Regions from separate parts of the Sus scrofa genome. Here region 2 is linked to region 1. Evidence: chromatin contacts called from public HiChIP or PLAC-seq data. All regions are on one chromosome and are shown on one strand. Each heading gives the region's core, a stretch centred on a gene start, on an enhancer-like site or on the middle of the called end of the contact. The rest is flanking DNA. Distances are from core to core; before and after follow the strand shown.

Region 1 (5,554 bases), core at 1,454-3,953:
TGGGATAAAGCTGGCCTGTTTTATTAAAAACTCCTATACAGTTACAGCAGGAAGCTGGCTTTAAACGGGGGCTGGGGTACCGCATGGTGAGCTGAGCACCCCAACGCCCAGGGCCCAAGCCACTGCCTAGGAATGATGGTTTAGATGAATGCATCGTTCAAAGCACATTTATTGGGGGGGAGGGGCTCTAGAAGGCTCTACAAAGTCCCAAGACACAGAATCACCTTCCTCTGTGGTCTGTCTCTTTCTGGACGATGAAAACAGACCACGTGTTGGACCCTGCGTGTCGGATGGGCTTTGACCGCACGCGCGCACTGGGATTAGAACCTGTTTGTAAACAACACTGAGGCTACGTAGGGATCACCGGGGTAGAGGGGTGATAAAGAGCAAATCAAGGCGGAAAAATGTCTTTGAAAAAAAAAATGGGAAAAAAGACCACCTGGAACCCAGCCAGAGGCCATGCCCGGGCCGGCTCCCCATCACGGCGCGCCATCCTGGTCCTGCCGCAGGGCCTCGTGTAAACTTCCCTCCGCCACTGCCGGTGTTGTGTCAAAACATTAGAGATAGTGTGTCCAAGCCATCAGATTAATAGAATCTGCAAGTGCTATCTTTTCCCTTCTCTCACGTTCTCTTAAAACAAATCAAACAATATAGAGGAGAGGATGCTGGCGGAGAACGGCAGAGGCTGGGAAGGAGTGTTTAGACAGAAGGGTTCCTGCTGCTTCTGCTCCAGGAAAAGGGCCTGGGCCTTTGGGGGTGGTCCCGGGGTCAGGCTGGGGCAGGGACGCTGGGGGAGTGACTCTGCTTGTGCCTCGAGAGACCCTGTGCCGCTTTGGAGGCCACACTGCAAGTTACTTCTGGTCTGAATGGATCGGGGGAAGTGGAGCGGCTTCTCGGGGCCGAAGGCTGTGGGTCAGCTCCGGGGACAATGGTGGAGGTGATCCAGCGTCCTGGCCACCTCTCTTGAGATAAGAGCTTTTCCGTGCGCGGCTTGGCCTGCACTGCTTCCTGCTCTCAAGGGCCCCATGGTCCATTCACACTCAGAACGAGGCCTGTCTTCCCAGCCTCTGCCTTCCTTCCTCCTCTGTCCCCTGCTCGCCTCCCCCAAGAGCTCCAGTCATCCCCCCACTCCTGACTGACTCTCTCTGTCTCTCTCATGGAATCTGAGGCAGGGTTCTAGGCATGCTGACAGCCCTACACCGGGGTGACTGTGAGGCCAGAGGGTGGATACAAACTCGGTTACACCCAGCCAGGAACCTCAGAGAGGCCATCTCTTCTCATTCATTTTTCTTCCTAGTAAAAGACCAGTCAGCGGAGGGAGGGTAATTTAATAAACAAAAAAATCTTTATTGGTTACCCCATTTGATTGGGAAATGCAGGAGTGGCCATAAATAACATTCAAGGCATCTCAAGGTATTAGCTCTAATCACTCAGGGAACAATATTTGTAGCTACGGTCACATTCTGTCCTCACACTGATTGTACAGCAGTCAGGACCGAAATGTCCCGCAGGCCTTCGGGGGGTGGGGGAGGAGAACCACATTTAGCGGGAATTCTAGAGCTGGTCAGATGGGAGCTCAGCCCATGGTGTTGCAACGTTCCGGTTATGTAACAGCGGGATGGCAAGGTTGGGAGAATCACTGTCGTAGGAAATTGCTCAGAGGACGTGCGGTCGTTTTGGTTCCTTACTCTGAAAAGCACTGTGTCCTGTCAGCCCCCAGAGTCACTTTTAATAAATTCCGCTGTGGTGTCACAGCACCGGTTTCCACGGAGGGAGTTTATGGTCCCCAGGCCTGTGACACTCTCTGTAGTAGAAATCGGGCTGAGTTCCCTTCCTACAGCCCACAGAATAGGAGACGAAAAGTCATTTTTCTTGGACCTCAGTTCCCTAAAACGTCGGACTGCTCTTGCTCTGCTTTTATCTTATGGGCCCTTCCCCTTGCAAACATCCATTTATTTCCTTTTCTCTTTTTTGGTGCAGACAACTGGCACGTTGAGGACGTGGGCCGCATCGCCATCCTAGTCTCATCCATGTTCATCCAGATCTGCTAAATCATTAATGAGTGGTACTTTCTGCAAAGCACCTCAAATTCTTTGGGCACAGATGTCCAGCTTGCAAGAAGCAACCCCACACCACTAGCCACTAGCTTTCTTACCGAGGTTAAAAAAACAGGCAGGAGGGAGAGAATTTAGAGAAGATCCTTTGGCATCAGCACACAGGAGGGTGATAATAAGTGGGTTAATTTGTGTAACAGCTCGGCACAGTGCCTGGTACACAGCCGACCGGTCATTCATCAGCTACCCTTATCTGGCCAGACTGAGGGCTACTTCAGAGCAGGGATGATGTCTTATTTATCATCAGAACCTCAGGGTTTAGCCCCCCTACCTGGGGAACAGTGGAAGAGCACGCACGGCCTTGCTCGGGTGACAGCCCGACGAGCGGAGTGAACCCTGATGACGGGCTGCCTAGACGTGGCCTCGACCTGAGGTGGGTGTCAGCCCCGCCATCCATCACGTAGCTCATACGTGCTGAAACGGGGGCACTACTGACCCTCCAGTGACCGCGCACCTCCCCCCTCCGCCAAGCACTGAGTCACCACCATCAGGGCTGCCCCGCCCCCTGGAGGCGTACGAATGACACAGGGACCTGACTGCGACCTGGATGAACCCATCACAGCAGCATCAGCCTCTGACAGGCTGAGGGTGGGTGGACAGTGTCAGCTCACACCGCGATGCTGCTACGTGGAGAAGCATCGCCGGCAGTGCTCTTCCCCTTTCTACTCGGACAGGCCACTTTATTCAGATCGGAATTAATTTTGTCCACACATCTTCCAGAAGTAAAAATCATGCCCTCTGGGAGTGCAAGATTTAGGTTCTTCTGGTATTAAGGATATGTTTAGTGAAGAGACACGTCAAATACGTGGAAACATATCCGAAGACAATTCAGCACAAGCAAGTAATACGTCAAGAGCCCACGCACTACAGCTGTCGGCAGGAGGGGACTTGGGTCCATGAGCGTTTGAACAGCTGAGGCAGAATTCACAAACGCAAGCAGGTCTGGGATATTAGAACTCCTCTAACTTCCTCAATCATCTGAACATTCTGCTATTTCCGGGCCCCTCTTAACTTGTTTGATGTAAATCACCATGGTCAGAAGATCCGTCCAAAGACGCAAGTGTGCTTCCGGGGAGAACACGAAGCCAACAGCACGGAGCACTGTCAGCTGGCCACCTTCCCAGGATACCCCTCTGGACCTGAGGCCACTCCGGAGAGAAGCAGCTTTGCAGTGGGTGGCCACAGAGCAACCGAGAGGGACTGGACAGCTTTCAGCAGACAGACAGGCTCAGCCCTACATAGACACGATCTCGTTTCTTTCCCCTGAACGACCTTCGGAGGTCAGTGTTCTTGTCTCTACTGTTACGATTCGGAAACGCAGACCCAGACAGGTGGTTGGCTTTGCCCAGAACCACGCACCTGGCAGGAGTGGGGGTTCAGGCTCCAGAGCTCTTGTCCTTAACCCCTAGACCTCAGTGCCTTTCCGCACCCTGATGCCTCTTAAACTGGGCTCTTGATGTCATCCACACAGGCTTCTCAAAACAGACGTGCTTCCGGGATCATGAGCTTTTGACCCAAAATTACTTATTTTAATGTCTCCGTGGTTGTTACCACACCAGGCCTCGTTAGTGATAAATGATTAGTGCCTGGGTTCAGGGAGGTGCTAGAAGACCAACTTTTATCGTGGACATGTCAGCTGGGCCTGGGTCCCTAACAAGGTCCTTGGAACTCTGTGCCTCACTGAGCAAACGGGAGTAACCACAGTCCCACCTCGTGCGGAGTCTCTAAGAATTAAATGAGATAATACACAGAAGCACATGTTCAGCACGCACTCTACAGACAGATGCTTAATACCTTTCCGCTCCAAGGAAAATAAAAACAGAAGCCCCCAGCAATAGCGTCCTCGACTGGCCATCCATTTCTCTTTGGCTCTAAGTAGTTTCTCAGTATCCCCATTTATTTTCCTCACCTGATGGACGCAAAGACCCTCTCACGCTCACAAAGAGAATTTCTCAATAAGGCAGCAACCCATGGCCACCTGAGAGTTTTTCATGATGAGGACAGGCATAGGGAAGACGGAAGGGCTAAGACAAATGGGAGAATCAGCACCCGTGTAACTTTTTAAAAAGCCCGAGGGCAAGCCCAAGTCGTTGGTCTTCAGACACGGAAGGCAGAGCTTCCAAGGCCACGAGCAGGTGAGGGCGGGAGTAAGACCGCACCGCCAAGTCTGTACAAACCCATCTCTCTGTAAGGAGGTGGAGGGGGGCTATGGTGGAACAGAGAGCACGGGGCCAGGCCAGGGAGCTGGAGCCACATGACTGGCTGGGTGGACCAGGCAACCCCCAAGTCAAAAAATTCCAGGTCGGGTCCAAACCTACCTTGGCAGGTTTGGTTTTCTCTTCCCTCAACCCTGCAAGCCAGCCGCTGACGCTCCAGGCCTGTCCACTTCCACCCCTGGGTCACCATCTCACCTGTGCTGCTCCCTTCCCACTCGAGCTTCGTACCTTCCCATCAGCTTCGGGACTCGGGTCTCCCCCTCCCCCCAGGGTGCTTCCTCATCACCTGCCGCCCACTAAACCCCTCCTGGTTGGGTTGGCTCCTTTATTCAGCCAGATGATAAGCACCTCCCACAAGGACTCAATGCAGTGTCCTCACAGGTGACTCAGTGCAGAGTCACCACAGGGCCTCAATAGTGGACGTAAGAATAATACAGCAATAAAACCCCCAGAAATTCAAGACTGGGTCTAGTCCTGGGCTGACTGTTATCTAGCTGTGAGGTGAAGGATAGTTACCTTTGAGCTTCAGTTTCTCATCTATAAAATAAGCTCTTAAAACAAACAAACAAAAAACTCTGAACTGCCTTGAATTCTAAGTGAATTCATCATGCCACGTGCCCAGACCCAGGCACCGAGGCTGACATTTGCAGCCTCCGTGTCCCCACCTCATTCGCTCAGCAGCATCAACCCTTGCCCTTTCTCCTTCGTCTCCTTTAATCAGACTCCCTTGTCTCTTGTGTGACCATCCACAGCTTGGGGAGGCCCTCGGGGGGGCAGAGAATACCCCTGCAGGATGGAGGGGGGGTCACAGGGAGGCGTGACCTTAACTTTGATTTGCTCTGCTCCTGAGGTTGGTCTTCTTCAGCCTTGCCCATTCTGCTGGGGTTTACACGCCCCCCCCCCCCCCAGGTGTGGAGCTCAAACCAGCTTCCCATCTTCCCTGGTCCCCAAACTGACCATGACATTGGAGTCAAAGTCCCCCGTGGCGGCTGACCCCTCTCCTCTTTCCTTTGGGACCCTCAGTTCAAACTCAAACTCACCCAGTAGACGCGGCGGGGTCACTGGTGACAAGTAAACCCAGTGAGTGAAGCCAGGGCTCTCCGAGACCTTCGTCCCCTGAGGTCTCCTGCTCCCTCTGGGAACCCACAGGGATCCATCTGGGAGTCCTGGGATCACCAGTGATGGGTAACCTTCTGAAATGCCAACCGACTTAGGCTATTTTCA
Region 2 (5,554 bases), core at 1,173-3,672, 210 kb after region 1:
GAATATCTACATATACACCACATTTTCTTCATTCATCCATGGATGGGCACTTGGCTTGCTTCCGCCTCTTGGCTGCCATAAATAATGCTGCTGCAAACACCAGGGTGCACACATCTTTTCAAATGAGTGCTTTCAGTGTCTTGGGACACACACTCAGGAGTGGAATTGCGGAATCATGTGGTAGTTCTACTTTTAGTTTTGGAGGAACCCCCACATTGACGTCCACAGTGACTGCACTAGTTTACACGCCCACCAGCAGTGTGTAAGTGTTTCTTTTCGCCACATCCTTGCCAACGTTTGTTATGTGTGGTCTTTTTGATGGTAGCCATTCTGACAGCTGTGAGGTGTTCTCATGGCGACTTTGACTCACATTTCTCTGGTGTAATTATAGTGACCATTTTTTCATGTGGCTGTTGGCCTTCTGCCTGTCTTCTCTAGAAAAACATCTATCAAGGTCTTCTGCCCACGTTTAATTGTGTTTTGTTTGTTTTTTTTTTTTGATACTGAGTTGTATGAGCTGTTACATATTTTGGATAGTCCCCTCCTATCAGTCATATCATGTACAAATATTTTCTCTAAAGCATTTCTTAATTATGGGCATATGACTAGGTATAAAGTCCCTATACTCACAGTGGTGCAAACTTACAAATTAAACTACGCCTCCAAATGCAAAGGCAAATGCAAACTACAAAGTCAGCGATATTGCAATAGCCTTATATTAATGTGAGAAATACTATTTGCTGAAACAAACATCACCTTTCAGGATGTGAACACGGCAGCGATGACGGCGTCTGCCTTGGGGAGGGCGGACCACAGCACGTCTTGGGGTAACTCCAAGCAAACCGTTTCTTCTTCTGAACCACAGACAAACCTTCATGTCTGAGGCGTGTGAGTTTCCATCACTAAAACTGACATCACGTGTTGCCTATTAAGTCCAACTCTGTTCCTGTCTTACTCATCCGGGACAATTAAAGCGGAACCGGTCTCGAAACACAAAAGCAAGGTAAGACTGAAAATCTCTCTGGTGGTCCTCGGACAAAAAGGAGTCATTGCATTTGTCAAAACTCCTAGGATGTATAACGCAGAGAATGAACCCTAGTGCCAAGTATGGGCTTTAATGAATAAGAATGTATTACTATGGGCTCCTCAACTGTGACGAATACGCCACCCGGACGGAAGCTGTTAATCGTGGGAACTGGAGGTGGAGGAGTCAGGGCTGGAAGGTGAGTTTACACTTTTCACTCAGTTTCTCTGTAAACCTCAAACCACTCGTCCACATAAAGTGTACTAATTAAAAAAGAAACGCGTCACCGGAGGAGGCGCACGTATCACTTCCTTTTGGATGGCGATCCCAAGGAAAAGACAAAAATTTGCAGATCGTTTTTAGAACTCTGAGGCCTCCAAGAGTATGTCTGTGTGTTCCATACAGTTGAAGAAATGCTGAAATCGAGGGCGCAGGGATGGAATGGGGTCTTCTGAAAGGCTGCTGGCGCTCTTGCTTCAGAGTGTTCCAGAAGATGTCTGGAAGTCGCCTCTCAAAGATGTCCCGCCGGCGATACTTCCTTCTGGAGAGTGGTCAGAACACAGGATCTCTAATTGCAAGATGATATAGTTCCAGGTTTTAAGGAAGAGTTAACCCTCCATTAATTGGCTTTTAGCTCTATTTTACTCAGACTGCAGTGGGCCCAGTGCCAGGGCAGCAATGTGCTTGAACTTGTAGCTGTCTAAGTCTCTCTCCTAATTCCCACAACTCTGTCCAAAGAGCAACACTTTCATTTAGGCCAACCGATTGTCAATTTTTGGTCCTGGGAAAGAATAACTCATAAAGCCCACTTCATTCCAGCGAACACAGACTGCATTCCTTTCCGATGGCCGATCACATTCCACTCCGAGCTACGGACCATAGCTATGGCTCCGCTTGACATCTTTGGGCAATTCATTCCCTGTTCTCTTAGAGAAACTCTAGAAAACCTTTCTATTTCATTATTCCTTATGGAAAAGATTTTCCTTCCAGGAATCTGACGTTATGAAAGGTCTGTAAAAGACTCCTGTAATTCTAAACTTAAAAAAAAAAAAAAAAACCCACTTTTTAATACTTTATTGAATTCACATGTGTGCATTTTTGTTGTTTTAGCAAATGGCACTGGCATGTTAGAATGTGCAAAATCAGGAGCACTGAGTAAGTGGAACCCTCATTTAGATATCATTGCGTCTACATATTTAATTTCTTCAGCTGCAGTAGACTCGTTTCCCATCTGAAAGTAAGGAAGCTGGATCCTAGTCGTAAACGTGGGTGTCTCCCGGAGGCGCAGCACCCACATTTTCTGGTTCCCGTCTGCTCTCTCCCCTGTCCTCTTAGCTCTGACTTTTCACACTTCTGATTTGGGACTTCCAGAAAGGACGGCTGGCAGAGAGGCACGGCTTTTCATCGCCACCTACCGTCTGCTTCAAGAACTGCACTAGCATTTCAGACGGCCTCGTCCCAGACCCCTGAGGGCCCACCGCTCTCCCAACCGCAGAAAGAGGAAATGTTTCAGAAAGAATAAAGGAAATGCAATAGGAGGAGTAAAGTGGAAGAACAAGTGAACATTCAAAGATACGTCTGAAAGGGCTGCAAAATGAGTCGCCAAGGAAAAATCTGTTTCTATCTCTATCTTGCTATTTCCAAAAGTTCCCGTATTTATAAACGGTCACAGTCAATATTGAATAGGTTGCAGTGAGATGCTGTTTTCAATGTACTAAGCTCTAGAAATTACTCTCAAGTCGAATTAAAAGCCGTCCTTTGATAACATATCTACTGAATGATGTAAACACACTTGTTTTTGTGATTGCTATCCCAGTGTGTTCCCTGTTTGAAGGACATGATAAAGTTAGCAGCAAGGTATTTTTGCACCAAGGAACAATCTAAAAAAAGACACAACATGCCTCCCTGATGTGTAGAGATTCTTCTATTTTTCACTGCAGGGGAAATTTTTTTTCCTACTTTCACCAGTTTCAGGAAAGGGTGGGTTAGAGTCAGGGGCTTCCTGAAACTTTTCAGAACAAGAATTCTAATGAAGCAGTGTGTTTAGAGGGGGTCCCCTGAGAATCGTGTTTTGGAACATACCGACCCCATGTGGTATTATCTTTGCCACCTTTTGCAGTTTCGTGAGATTTATTTTTAATCTTTAACAAAGCATGCCTGTGTTTATCCTAAGTTATGAAAAAGTGTAATCATTGAAAACAAAACTTTAAAAAATAATTAAATATACAATGCTGAAACATAAAAGTCAGACAGAATGTTACTTGAACAAGAAAGAGCTTCCTAAAGATCAAAGAGTGCTGTTTGTTTTATTTGCTAAAGACAAATAACAAGCACTTTCACTTTAAGGGATTCGAAGGCTACTTGAAGGAGGTTAGACGGCTGCACTGCCCAACCCCCGCCAAGATAAAGGCTTCCCACCCCCTCGTATTCAGAGCTGGAAAGTTTACTTATTTACATTAAAAACATATATTTCGTGTTTGGAATGGAATGTTGAGATTTGACTGAAGACAGTACATGAATCAAGCCAATGGCATTTTGGGGCATGTCTTTCAATCTTACTTAAAATTACGGATGAAAGAGGCAGTACTGGGGCCTTTCCTTTGTGTATGGGCCGTATATAACCAGTGCAGCCCCGAACAGGAACTAGAGCTGCCTGGGCTTCTGCGTCCATCTCGGATGCAAGTGCTTCCGAGTTCAGGGCGGCTCTCACACTGTGCCGATTTAACACTACCTTTAATAAAGAAGGGAAGGATGGAGTTCCTGTCGTGGCTCAGAGGAAACGAACCCGACTAGGAACAAAGAGGTTGCAGGTTCGATCCCTGGCCTTGCTCACTGGTTAAGGATCTGGCCATGAGCTGTGCTGTCGGTTGCAGGCGCAGCTCGGACCACGCATTGCTGTGGCTGTGGCGTAGGCTGTCAACTACAGCTCCAATTCGACCCCTAGCCTGGGAAGCTCCATATGCAGTGGGTGCGCCCCTAAAAAACAAACAAACAAACAAAGGGAAGGAATGTGTTTTTAGAGCAGTGAAAACCCTTTTTTCCCTAAGTACCTACTGATTTGGGTTTTAAGTTAGTGATATTAGCTAGTTAAGTCGGTTAGGGGCTGACATGTCAGAATAGGATATGATGGAAATACATCTTCAGTTCAATTGGTGGTGGCCTGGAAGAGACAGGTTTGTACAATGATGGTCCTTCCTTTTATGGGGCCGTTGTAATCAGCCCCAGCAACTTGGTGCAATATCCAGTCGTTTCCAGTTTGCAGTTATCACATAAGCCCTACAAGAATACTATTCAAGAAAAACAACAGTTCTTTTCATTTATTTTGTATATGTCCCCTCCAAACAGCTTCACAATAGGTGGGACTTTTTTTTTTTTGCTTTTTAGGGCTGCACCCACCACGTATGGAGGTTCCCAGGCTAGGGGTCCAATTGGAGCTACAGCTGCTGGCCTATGCCACAGCCACAGCAACACCAGATCCGAGCTGCGTCTGTGACCTACACCACAGCTCATGGCAATGCTGGATCCTTAACCCACTGAGTGAGGCCAGGGATTGAACCCACACCCTCATGGTTCCTAGTTTCCCCTGCGCTGTGATGGGAGCTCCTGTTGGCTATTTTTAATGAAAGCTTTCAGCAAATGTTTTGCATGTGGTTAGATTGTGATTTCTGGCTTTTCACCACATTGATGCTGAATTTTTTAGCCCAAGAAGTAAATAAAGCAAAATAGTTCAGAGCTTGAGCTTTAGAACCTGACGGATTCACTGACTTGTGTGATCTGGCCAGTCACTGAGGGTTTCCAAGACTTAATCTGCCCATTTGCCAAATGGCAAATATTAATAGTATTTAACCTGAAAGGTTTGAACACAGAATCAAATGCACGGGGCCTGGTATTGACATGATAGCTATTGCTACAATAAGGAAGGATGCATGTCTAAGACCTTAAACCAGTAACAAGGAACCTAAAAGATGGCACATTACCTCTTCTCACCTCGGGTCCTTTCTGCTGTAGTTCCATGGAATGATCTGGAAGTTCTTAGAACGCTCCTCAGTGGACAGGCTTCAGGCTCACGCCATGAGGGGTAAGAGAGGGTCCTGAAGCAGAGTAAACCTGCTAAATACAGACAGGACAGAATGGTCATGCTGAAGGGGGTTCTGTGGATCCAATCATGCCTCAACAACTCTACGTGGGACTGAACTTCGTTGCAGCATGTGATAAACAGCCATGGCTTCAGGAAATCTTACAAAAAACAAACCACCCTCTCCCTTCTCATGGTTGGGAAAGCAGTAATGAAAATATTCCAAACATCAGCTAGTGCCTCAGTTCACAGTTCTGGAATGCCTTGAATCAGCAACTGACTTTGTTTTGCTTAGTTTACATCAACGGGAGGCATTGCGGCAGAACAGCGACGCGAGGCAGAGCTGTCGTTATTGTCTTAAAAAGTATGTCACAGTAGTGTTATCCATGATTGCTCGTGATTGTTGATTGACAATTTATAATAACACACCTACCACAACGGCTAGAAAGGTAGTT

The links. HiChIP or PLAC-seq counts read pairs in DNA pulled down with a chosen protein or histone mark.
Region 2: an H3K27ac HiChIP or PLAC-seq map of alveolar macrophages shows a contact between it and region 1, with 4 times the contacts expected there. The contact joins two enhancer-like sites. A contact is called at or near these places in 1 of 47 Hi-C or Micro-C datasets (heart right ventricle) and 1 of 2 datasets of contacts at active chromatin or transcription factors (alveolar macrophages).

What each region holds. Positions count from the first base shown.
Region 1 is chr11:5,717,063-5,722,616 of Sscrofa11.1, forward strand. The region is part of intron 10 of FLT1 (vascular endothelial growth factor receptor 1); the gene reads right to left. Among named protein-coding and RNA genes, the nearest start is that of FLT1, 77 kb to the right of the region's middle. Within about 2 kb of position 2,704, at least 3 of the 83 cell types and tissues checked have an H3K27ac peak or open chromatin away from gene starts, as enhancers often do. A contact at or near this core is called in alveolar macrophages, where this site is marked.
Region 2 is chr11:5,927,304-5,932,857 of Sscrofa11.1, forward strand. LOC110255799 (a long non-coding RNA gene) reads right to left here. Exons shown (of 4, transcript XR_002336639.1): 3 at 5,012-5,134; 4 at 1-2,056. Among named protein-coding and RNA genes, the nearest start is that of POMP, 24 kb to the right of the region's middle. Within about 2 kb of position 2,423, at least 5 of the 83 cell types and tissues checked have an H3K27ac peak or open chromatin away from gene starts, as enhancers often do. A contact at or near this core is called in alveolar macrophages, where this site is marked.